Linked DNA regions of Sus scrofa: all the other regions are linked to region 1. Evidence: chromatin contacts called from public Hi-C and targeted proximity ligation data. All regions are on one chromosome and are shown on one strand. The core of a region is the stretch at or near the end of the contact, and the rest is flanking DNA. Distances in the headings are between cores, read along the strand shown. Region 1 has its middle 43 kb from the start of ZNF572. Region 2 holds the start of NDUFB9 (NADH dehydrogenase [ubiquinone] 1 beta subcomplex subunit 9). Region 3 overlaps MTSS1 (metastasis suppressor protein 1). Region 4 overlaps MTSS1 (metastasis suppressor protein 1).

The links. Hi-C and Micro-C count contacts between places; a contact is called where the count stands out from the background.
Region 2: a contact with region 1 is called in a targeted proximity ligation map of alveolar macrophages. A contact is called at or near these places in 3 of 5 promoter capture datasets (fetal skeletal muscle and liver), 7 of 47 Hi-C or Micro-C datasets (alveolar macrophages, embryonic fibroblasts, liver and 2 more) and 1 of 2 datasets of targeted methods (alveolar macrophages).
Region 3: a Hi-C map of embryonic fibroblasts shows a contact between it and region 1, with 3 times the contacts expected there. A contact is called at or near these places in 14 of 47 Hi-C or Micro-C datasets (blood, brain, embryonic fibroblasts and 9 more) and 2 of 2 datasets of targeted methods (alveolar macrophages and skeletal muscle).
Region 4: a targeted proximity ligation map of alveolar macrophages shows a contact between it and region 1. A contact is called at or near these places in 1 of 47 Hi-C or Micro-C datasets (liver) and 2 of 2 datasets of targeted methods (alveolar macrophages and skeletal muscle).

Annotation. Positions count from the first base shown.
Region 1 is chr4:14,764,582-14,767,283 of Sscrofa11.1, reverse strand. No RefSeq gene overlaps it. Among named protein-coding and RNA genes, the nearest start is that of ZNF572, 43 kb to the right of the region's middle.
Region 2 is chr4:15,111,961-15,114,662 of Sscrofa11.1, reverse strand. NDUFB9 (NADH dehydrogenase [ubiquinone] 1 beta subcomplex subunit 9) reads left to right here and starts at 1,382. Exons shown (of 4, transcript XM_013996497.1): 1 at 1,382-1,538. The coding sequence starts at 1,438. TATDN1 (TatD DNase domain containing 1) reads right to left here and starts at 1,317. Exons shown (of 12, transcript NM_001244525.1): 1 at 1,292-1,317. The coding sequence starts at 1,313.
Region 3 is chr4:15,078,687-15,081,388 of Sscrofa11.1, reverse strand. All of the region lies in intron 6 of MTSS1 (metastasis suppressor protein 1), which reads right to left. Among named protein-coding and RNA genes, the nearest start is that of NDUFB9, 33 kb to the left of the region's middle.
Region 4 is chr4:15,025,518-15,028,219 of Sscrofa11.1, reverse strand. All of the region lies in intron 3 of MTSS1 (metastasis suppressor protein 1), which reads right to left. Among named protein-coding and RNA genes, the nearest start is that of NDUFB9, 86 kb to the left of the region's middle.

The DNA of each region.
Region 1 (2,702 bases), core at 99-2,598:
ATCCCTATAGGCATGGCACACAATAGGCCCTCAATAAATCCGTCGAATGAGTAAATATAAACATGGCAAGTTAACACAGGTAAATGTTTGCTTTGCCACACATTACGCTCTACTAAGCTCTCCTCACATTCCTTGCCAAGCAAATCTGCTTCGGGTGGGGAACTGATATTTTCCATGAATGGAAAGACGTAGGTTGGAGTCTCACCTCTGACACTGTGGCGGCCATGTGAATACAAGCCAATCATTTCAGCTTTTGGAGTCTCCTTTCCTCATGTGAAGCGAGGATTGCCCTAAGGAACCTGGGGATAATAAGATGTCAGTATCTTTCCCTAAACCTGCTCCTCCCCCTGATTCCCATCTCAGCACCACCCACGTGCCCAAACCAGGAACCTGGATGACTCAGTCTCTGTGCCTGCCTTCTCCATACCCCCACGCCCAGGCAGTTGCCAAGTCTGAACTAGTCTACTCGTAAATCTCTCCTACATCTCTTCCACCTCTGTCTCTCTCTCCTCTAGCCATCATTTCTCACCTAAACCATTGCAGTATTCTCCCTAATTGGCCTTTCCCATTCATCATCCATACCACTAATGAAATAATTTTTCTACTATAGCAGTACCTTACCTCAAAGTTTTAAATCGCACACACACCCCACCCCCCATTTTTCAGAGAGAGCAGATTCCTTACCTTGGCACTGATCTGGCTCCTGCTCATCTCTTAATCCCACTGCCCATGCCTCCCCAACACTTCCTGTAAACTCCAGCCATTTTCGGAAATGAGCCCTTCTCAGTCCCCTCTCCCTGACTTTGCACATGTTGTTCCATCTGTCTGCATGGCCCCCTCTGCTGCCTGGCATTCCCGAGATGGCCAGGGCTCTGTTTAGCATCACCTGGGGGCTGCCCTGACTTGCCAGTCTGTCCATCATCCCTCTTTATATTTCCATGATAACCCATGCCTAACTCGGTCATGACACAGGGCTTAACACATAGCTGGCACTTAATACAAGTTTATCAAGTGGGTCGACTGTTAGGCATTAGTAAGAACATGAAACTCGAAAATCCCAGTATAGCTTGTAATGAGCTATTAGGGTTCTTTTTTTTTTTCCCCTCTTCTTTGGCACTAATTTAAGATACTTATTCATAATCTTTTGGAGCTAATCTAACTTCAGCCCTGCGCAGAAGCAGAGGAATAAATGAGGTGACTTCTGAGCTCTTCCAGCTCAGTGGGTGATCTTGGCCAAAGAATGAAGTCTGGATTCAAAGGGATGTGGGACTGAATTCCAACTCTGCCACCTAATAGCTGAATGACCTCGGGCCTTAACCTCAGGAAAATAATGGGACGTGTACAAAGCGTCATGAGCAGGCGATGAAATCATGCAGAAGCGGAGGGAAGGCGGAGCTTGGCAGATGGGAAGCGCCCAGTAAGTGTTAGTATACCTCCACCTAGTGGTGCGTGAAAAGAAGGGCAGGTTGGGGTGAAAGGGTATCAGGAGGCTCCAGGGAGGTGGGAATGGATGAGGCAGAGTGGTGAGCTTGGTCTGAAGAACAGTATCTCTTTCAGTGAATAGCAGAATGGGAAGTGGACAGCAAGCAGCTCATGGGCATGGGGTCACCTTTTATAAACAATCAGAGCAGCTGAGGTGGAAGGCATTGGGCGAATAGTGCCAGCCCATGGTTGGATCTGTAGGCACCAAGGTATTTTCCAGAGTGAGAGAAAGTGGGCTTAGGCCTTCCTCCAGCCTGTGGTGATCCCAGGTAAAGGCCATGGCCATGCCTTCCTTCCACCAAGATGTTACAAGCACCCAGCTGCTGCTCAGCCCCACCGTGCTCCCTTTCACCTCACCTGCTTGGTTTTCTTTTATTCTTAGTACTGGTGACCTAATATTTTACAGAATTTTCTTATTTTCGTGGCTCTCTCTACTAGATCATAAACCTAGGAAAGCAAAGATTTTGTCCAGTGTCTTGTGGCGGCTGTAATCCCAGCCACCACCACCCTGCCAGTATCAGGTGATACTGAATAAATGAACAGATAAATTCTATTCATGTAATCTCTTCCACTAGAATGTAAACTCCATGACTATAGGATTGTATCAGTTACGTACTGTTGTATAACAAATCACACCAAGAATTTAGCATTTTATTTTATTTTTTGCTTTTTTGGGACTGCGCCTACAGCATATGGAGGTTCCCAAGCCAGGGATCTAAGCAGAGCTACAGCTGCTGGCCTACACTGCAGCTCATGGCAACGCTGGATCCTTAACCCACTGAGTGAGGCCAGGGATCGAACCTGCAACCTCATAGTTCCTGGTCAGATTTGTTTCCACTGTGCCATGACGGGAATTCCAAAACTCAGTATTTATGGATCAGGAATTTGGGAAGGGCTCAGTAGGGCAGTTCTGGGTCAGGGTCTCTCATGAAGTTGAACCTCAGCTGCCAGGGGGGTTACAGTCATGTGAAGACTTGACAGAGCTGGAGGGTCCATTTCCAAGGTGGCTCACTCTATTGACAGTTGCTGCCAAGCTGGTCCTCCATGTCCCTGTGGACATTTGTCAGGGCTGCACTGCCTTCCTGCCATGGCAGCTGGCTTCCCCCAGAGTGAGCAACCCAAGAGACCACAAAGGAAGCTGAAAATGCCTTTATGATTGAATCTTATGCTACCGGTCACTAGAGTCACATGTCACCACTCCCTCCATGGACTGTCCGTCA
Region 2 (2,702 bases), core at 133-2,632, 350 kb before region 1:
ATTAACTCTCAGATCTAAATTTATAATCTTAACCACTCTCCTGAGTGCCAGACATTTCCAATTGCTCAGTAAATATCTCTACCCAAAAGGTCCTATAAGAGTCTGAAACTTAACCGAATCCAAACGGATCTTGCTGTAGCACCCAGCCACTCCCATTACGTTTCCATTTCACATTTAGGTTATTTATCCCAACCCTGAATCATCTCTGTTCTCTCCTTTATCTGACATAAACACTCAGCTGCTAAACGCTGCATACGTATCTCTCTTCTCTTTGTCTCTCCCGTTTCCGGTGTCGTAGTTCAAGCTCTGAAATGCTTCTCTGCCTCTCCCTACGCCCCACCAAACCTAACAGCTGTCAGGATTACTGTACTAAAGCAGAGATGTGATCACTGTCATTTTCCACCTTCAAGTAGCTGGAAACTTCACAAAAACAAGGATCATGCCCAGCTTTACCCACTGCTGTATCCCATAGCCCAGGGCCCCCAATATGTACTGGCCCTCAATGATTTACTTAATGAATGCTCCTGGTGAAAAGTCTTCAGCGAGGCTCTACTCTATACACAGTAAAATTAACCTCATCAAGACATTCGAGTCCCAAGTTACCCTTCCAATCCTAGCTCTCACACTGTCCCATACTTGTAAATGCCTGATACAAGTATGCTTATTCCTTTAGTTTCTGTCGCATTTTCCCTCTCTTGTTCTACCCATGCTGAATGGATTACCGTACTTGTCAGGTAATAGAACTTGTTTCTCTTCCCGCTATTTATGCCGTCAGTTTCCCCACCAGATGGGGATGACAGCAGAGCAGGGACCTGGCCTGTATTCCTAGGCCGGTGCCGGGCAAACCAGGGTCGAACCAGGGTCGTTCAGTAACTGCGATATGAACGCACGAATTAGCGAATAAACGGGTGCCTCGAAGCTATCCTCCTCTCCACCGCGGAGACGGGAAAAGGCGGGAGGTGCAGAAGGGATGGAGGGTCAGCTAGGGACTGGCCTTCTGGGGTTTTTTTGGTAGCTCTGCCTCCTTTTATCTTTTTATTCAATACAACGCATGCTGGGAAAAGCATAAATCATAATGCAGCTCGTGAATTTCCACAAATAAGCACACCCGTGAAGCCAGCACCCAAACCGCGATCCTGAACATTATTAGCACCCAGAAACCTCCCCGCGCCCTCTTCCATAGGGTGCACTTTCAACCCGCAAAGAGCCGGAGAGCTCACATCCTGGGCCCTCCGGCGGCGGTGGGCGACGCCTGAGGATTGCAAGGCCAAAGATCCAGGAAAAGTCTTACCCACGAACTTGAACCGGCTCATGACTGCAGCCCTGGCTCCTCCCCGGCGGAAGCGGAAGTGGCCGCCGCTCGCCCCGCCCTTCCGGGGAAGCCCCACCCCTCGTTTTCCGGCAGCGCCCGCGGCCGCTGAAGGTGAGCGGGCCGTCATGGCTTTCTCGGCGCCGGCGGCCTACCTGACCCACCAGCAGAAGGTGCTGCGGCTTTATAAGCGGGCGCTGCGCCACCTGGAGTCGTGGTGCGTCCACAGGTGAGAGAGGGGGACCCACGGCGCGGGGAGGTGAGGCGGAGGCCTCCACGGAGGCCGAAAGGCCCTAGTGACCCGGGGGGAGGGGAGAGAGGTGTCAAGGACTTCGGGAACGGGGTGGAAGGCGACGTCTCGACCCACAGAGCCCCCGCGTAGACCCGGGTTCGAATGCAGACTTCGTCGCCCGCAGGTGCGCGAGACCTTGAAGAATTGCTTATTTGGCCCAGGCCTCACTTTTCTGATCAGGAAAATGGACACAGGACCCAGTGTCGAGGGTGGCATGTCGATTAAGAAAGTGCCTCCGGCGTTCACTAAGTAATAGTTTTCTTCATGACCTTCTCGTTCCTAATATTAGCAGTAATAATCTATGCATATTTTCTCTTGTCCTCACAACTCTGGGAGTTAGGGATTATTTGGCCTTATTTTATAGATGAGGAGAGAGAAGCTAGAGAGTAATTTGTTCAAGGCCCTGAATCTGGTAAGTGGCCAGCCAGGATTAAAACTCAGGTGTCTTAACCACAAAGCATCATTATCCTTCCCATCAGCTTTTCTTGTTTTAGCTTCATCCATTCCTTTTTATTATCTTCACATTGCATGAATTCTCATCATCTCTCTCTCTTCATCTAAGATTAGTCATAGAACATATTCATAAAACATACAGATTTTTGTGACCTACACGCAATGCATGGTGGGGTGACAACCCAAAATGTGTGAATGCCAGACCTCCACTCCCTTAGCCAAATCCTAAAACCTTGTCCCACAAAGAAGGGCCTTTGAGAAAAACCTCTAAACAATGAGAAACTGAGTACATCTGGAAGAGTTGTGGAAAGGATCCTTGATTGCATATATGGGCTTATTGTAAAGTCATTGACCTACTTCTCTTTGCTAAGTAGGAAGATGGCCAGGTTCAAGGTTGTAAGATTAATTACTTCCCTAATTTCTCCTTATTCATTCATCTGACAGAATTTGCATTCCAGGTGTATGCTGACTGATGCATAAATAAGCCTATAAGGCTTCTTTCTCATCTGTAGCAACTAGTGGATAAATGGGGAAGATGGACCTATAAACAAATAGATAACATGGAGAATTATCAGTTATATAAAAAGGAAGGAAGTTGAGCCGTCAAGAATTCTACATATAGAGTTCCCATCGTGGCTCGGTGGTTAA
Region 3 (2,702 bases), core at 104-2,603, 310 kb before region 1:
CATGTCCCCACTGGATGTACTGGTTTTAAGACACAGTCATCTTCTCAGGTCCACAAGCGCAGAGTTGTCTCGGCGCTGACTTCATGTACACAAGCCTGTTTACTTCTTTCCCAGCAGTAGCGTCGGGAGGACAGCCACTGCCCATGACCCCAGCACAGGTCCTGGCGATTCTAGCTCCCAAATGGACTTGACTCTGTCCCCTGCTTCACCTCTGCGACTGCCATCTCCACCGTGCCATCCTGACCTCTCACCTGGACGGCTCCACCAGCCCCTAACATGTCGCCCCGACTGCACGTGGTCCAGCTGTGCCCAGAGCAGCCCCATGTGACTTTCAAAACACAAATCGCCACTTTTCACCGTCCCATGACCTTAACCTGGCCTGTCCTGCAAGGCACCCGTGGATCAGTCTGTCCACTTGCGCCTTCAGCTTCTTGGACCACCCTCTGCCCTCCTTCCTGCCCTCCTCCCTCCACTTTCCAGGCAGGCGCTTCTCCAGGGTCTGGCTCCATCACACCTGCACGTCCGCTCATGCCCCTCCCACCAGTCCAACACCTGTTCATCCAGCAGGTCATGGTCCTTCACGAAAGTCCTCCTTGAACCCTCTCACCAGACTAGGGTTCTCTTCTCGGAAGTTCCTTATATGTATCTTTCATGACACTCCTCCCAGCCCTAAATTCATCTGTATTTCTTCAGTTCTTTGATGGATGGCAGTCTCCCCTACTGACCACCCATGAGGACAGAAACTAAATTTTTTTTTTTTGTCTTTTCCATGGCCGCACCCACAGCACATGAAGGTTCCCAGGCTAGGGGTCTAATCGGAGCTTTAGCCACTGGCCTATGCCAAAGCCACATCAATTCGGGATCCAAGCCATGTCTACAACCTACATCACAGCTCATGGCAATGCCAGATCCTTAACCCAATGAGCAAGGCCAGGGATCGAACCAGCAACCTCATTGTTCCTAGGCGGATTTGTTAACCACTGAGCCACAACAGGAACTCCCCAGAAACTATAAGAAGACAGTACTGCGTCTTCTCCCTCAGCTCACCTACCTGCAAATATTTGCGAATGGGGAGTTCCCCTTGTGGCTTAGTGGTAATGAACCTGACCAGTATCCATGAGGACACGGGTCCAATCCCTGGTCTCGCCTGGTGGGTTACGGATCTGGCATTGCAGTGTAGGTCGCAGACGTGGCTTGGATTCCGTGTGTCTGTGGCTGTAGCTCCGATTCAACCTCTAGCCAAGGAATTTCCATGTGCCACAAATGCGGTCCTAAAAAGCAAAAAAAAAAAAAGCAAATAATTGAGGCCCTGATATAATAATTTGATCTGAGTTTGCTCACTGGCTCAACCACTGTGCCCTTAAATGGCCTAACACTGGAAAATGAGCAAATTCCAGGACAGCTCATCAGCCAAAAGCGGGGCGGGGGGGTGGGGTGGCGGGTGGTGCCTGAAACGGCCTTTCCAGACAAAATTCCTGAGCAAAGCCTTGCTTGTGACCTTTTCTGTAAAATCTAAGCCATCTCAGTCTTGAGATTTTTCTTCCCCCCTGCCAGTTTCCAGGCGGTAGCTGGATGCATGCTGGAGAATTCTGCTGAACAGCCGCCAACAGCCCCTCATTCCCCCCCCACAGGGGAAATCATATGATTCTTCTCTTTACAAAAAAAATACTCCTGGGGCAAAGCATTATTAACAGGCACCAAGTTATGGGCCAAAGCAGCACCCCTAAAGGAGAAAGGATTTGATCTGATTTTTTTTTTTTAAGTAGGTAGAGTTCACAAAGCTTTTTGGAATGAAATCAAGATCCTGTATTTCCCCGACATTTACATTTCAATTTTCCTTCATCTTGACGTAAATGTTCAGGGTGGGAATTAATGCCCCTTTTGATGGGGGGGGGCAGGCTGGGGGGAGGTGGGAGGGGCCTTGCACAGGACCCCTGAGCTGGGTGTGGGCACAGACGCCACCCCTCCCGTCTTTCTCATTCAGGAGTCCACAGTCTTTGAAGCTTCCCTTGCAGGGCAAACATAAGCCCTGGGAACACAGGGGGTGAAACGCCCTGCGTAGTAACAGCCCAATCAAAAAGCCAGTCAAGTGTGACAAGCATCATCTGGAAGCCCCCAGCCTCTTCTTGCACACACTGCAGCCCACAGCGGAGCCTTGTGGCTAAACCAAGCCAGATGCGGTTCTCAGGCAAAGGGCTTTCAAACGGGAAAGAACCAACTGGAGACACGCTGGGCCATCAGAAAAGAACCCAAAGCCATCTCTTTTTGCCCAGACAGATGCATGGAGAAGCCATCAGAATCCCACAAAACGACTCCCATCTGCTCCTGACACATGCATGCAAATACCGTACTTCATCTGAAGATGCCTGCTTTTTCACATTTTTATATCTTACAAATTAAGACGTCTTACAGTCAGTGGGGCATCAGTTTAATGGGGATTTTTCTTTTTTCATGGTCCAGAAAACAATAGTGCATCTTACAACTGATGGCATCTGAGTCAACAACATATGGGATATGAATACTGAAAAATGGGCTATAATTATAGAAATGCAAGCTGATGCTGGAGACTAGAACTTGGAATTAAAAAATCCCCCTTTTCCACCAAAGGAGGCTCTCCTTATCACCCCTTCGTACATCAGCTTCCCTAACACCCTGCAGCAGTTTTTGATTGATTCCCAAAGCAAAACCAAACAGAAATCAAA
Region 4 (2,702 bases), core at 75-2,574, 260 kb before region 1:
AAGCTGTGATCCATCCGAATTTATGTATGAAAGCAGACCTTCCTCAAAAGGACGAGATGGCCATGACCTTCTCTAGGTCACTCCCACTGAGACCAGTAAGAAGGTTACTGTACACGCCAGTCCTTAGATAAGAGACATAAAAAGTCCCAATCCCTTCTGTCTCTTTGTACTTTCCCTTCATCATCCTCTCAAACCACTCTGCAGAAATATTTACAAACGTGAAGAGCTCTCCATCACTGAGGACATACCTCTTACCGAAGGAGTTATGACACCTGGAAAAATAAAAGGCACCAAGTCTGACTTTTGTGCTCAGCTGACTAGAGCCTTCAAATTTCCTTGACCTAAATGCCTCTTCTCAGATGCCATTAGAGATTCTCATACTAAGTCAGTCAGAAAGAGGACGAAAAATAACCATATGATCCCCCCTTGCATGTGGAGTCTCAAATGGGGCACAAATGAACCACTCTACGAAACAGAGACAGACTCATGGTCGTAGAGCACGGACTTGTGGTTGCCAGGGGAGACGGGGAAGGGAGTGGGATGGACTGGGACTCTGGGTAGCAGATGCAAACTATTCCATTTAGAATGGATAAGCACAGGGAACTCTGTCCAGGCTCGTGGGATAGACCATGATGGAAGATGATGTAAGAAAGGGAATGTATATAGATGTATGACTGGTGACTTTGCTGGACAACAGATACTGGCACAACACTGTAAATCAATTACACTTTAATTTCAAAAGGTTTTTTTTTTTCATGTGTTGAAAAAGAAAATAAATAAATCCCTTTTCTCCCCAGCTGTTGGAAGGTATACAGTCCATGCCCTTGGTATTCAACACTGGTCCCTGGAATGGAGCATTCCCAGCCCCACCCCAAACTGGCTGAATCAGAACCTGCGTCTTACCAGATTCCAAGGGTTGCCTGACATATATTAGTGCTTGACAAACACTGTTCTACGCAACAACTTTAAAAGACAGCAAATGATTTTAAAAAGCCCTAATGACTTCTGTTTGTACAAAATAACAAACCCTCAACTGTTTGCTTCTTTACAAAACAGCGGAACTGGCCCCTGTTTCCTCATTTACTAAAAGGGAACAAACACCGCCCATTCTCAACACGGCACTACCTCCCTGGATTTTTTTGTTAATGCCGAACACCTCTCTAGCTCGGAGCCTTGGAACACAAGAGACGTTCCATTAAACACCCACTTCGTAACCCTCCAACTCTCACTTCCCTCCTCTCGCTTTCTTTCTATAAGTCAACCTCACTTGGGGATGACAAAGTGAGAAGAGAAGACTAAGGAGCAGCCCTTGAGAGGAGGAAACAGACAAACACGGAGAACCAGCCACAGGACAGAGCTGCTCTGGTTTGCCTGGACAACAAGATCCAAGTGAACACACCTCAGTAAGGTGAGAGGGTGCTGGCCGTGCCTTCCCTTAGCTAGCAGGTCCTAAAACATGGCTGTGGTCCCCAAAGTTTCAGAAGACATGGGATTTCTTTGCTACAAAGCTCAGCTGAAAATTTACATGTAAACAGAGACATGTGTGAGGCCTGACATAACCCAGCCAAAGGTCCTAACACCTCTGTTCCTATACAATCCCCCCACCCCCACCCCTCGTCCTTCTAGCCAGGGTGCAGGCAAATCCTGACGACCGTCACCCACTGTGGGTGATCTCCCTTCTGCCACGCTAGGCTGCTCGCATCTGGGGCAATAGGCTTATTCATCCTGACACCCTCCACAAGCGCGAGACCCAGGAGACAGGGGCGTGGGTGTCCCGAGCTGTTATCGCCTGTATTGCACCTGTCCTCTCACTGAGGCCAAATTAAATGCCCAGTACATACACCAGGGATCAAACGGGTCTCTGAGGAAGCTCCTGAACACCAGCTCTCGGAAGACACAAAGGTAAGTGCGTTGGTTTTCCAGACTCCTCGGGCTGCGACACAAAAGTCCAAAGCAGCCTCGGACACAGGTCCCTGGGCTTATTCAAAGTTCTGGCAGCTTTCTTGCTTTCTTTTTTTATTAAACACGTTTTGAAACTCTGAAGGCAAGGAAAAATGAAACAAAGGTTATGAACTCGGGGAGCTTACCTCCAAAAAAATTTTCCAAAGGGCAGCCAGTGTGACACAATCATGTTGACAGCTGTGACAAGTGAAGCTTTATTTGCCCGAGAGCCTTCCCTGTTCACTTAGCTGTGATCACTGAGGCCTCATGATCCCTGCTAAGGAAATGCACACCCACCTGTCGCCCAGAGCCTCGGAGCTCGCAGAAAGTCTCCGAGAATTCCTGGACAGTGAGCACCATCACCACTGGGGAGGGTGCCCTGGAGAGGGGCTGCTTCATGTCTTGGCATAAGGGCCCCGGGACCCTGTGCCATGGCCTTGGAGCCTCGTTAGAGGAACCAACCCTCAGCATGTTCAGTGGGCAGAGAGCCAATGGCAAACGACTCCACTGACTTGATCTTTCAAGACTGGTTTACACCATCTGAAAATTCAAAGGTCTAGAACTCAGAACTAAGATGAGACTCTCCTCTGGCGTCCATGGAAATGGCCAAGAAAGGAATGATCTTCCAATCTCCTGCGGGACGTGCCCTGTACCTTACACGGTCCTCCTGCTCTAATATCACAACAACCCAAAGGCTCAGACATAACCCCAAAGACTAGGAAACTGTGGCCCTGCTATGGGCTAGAATTAAGCACCAGGCT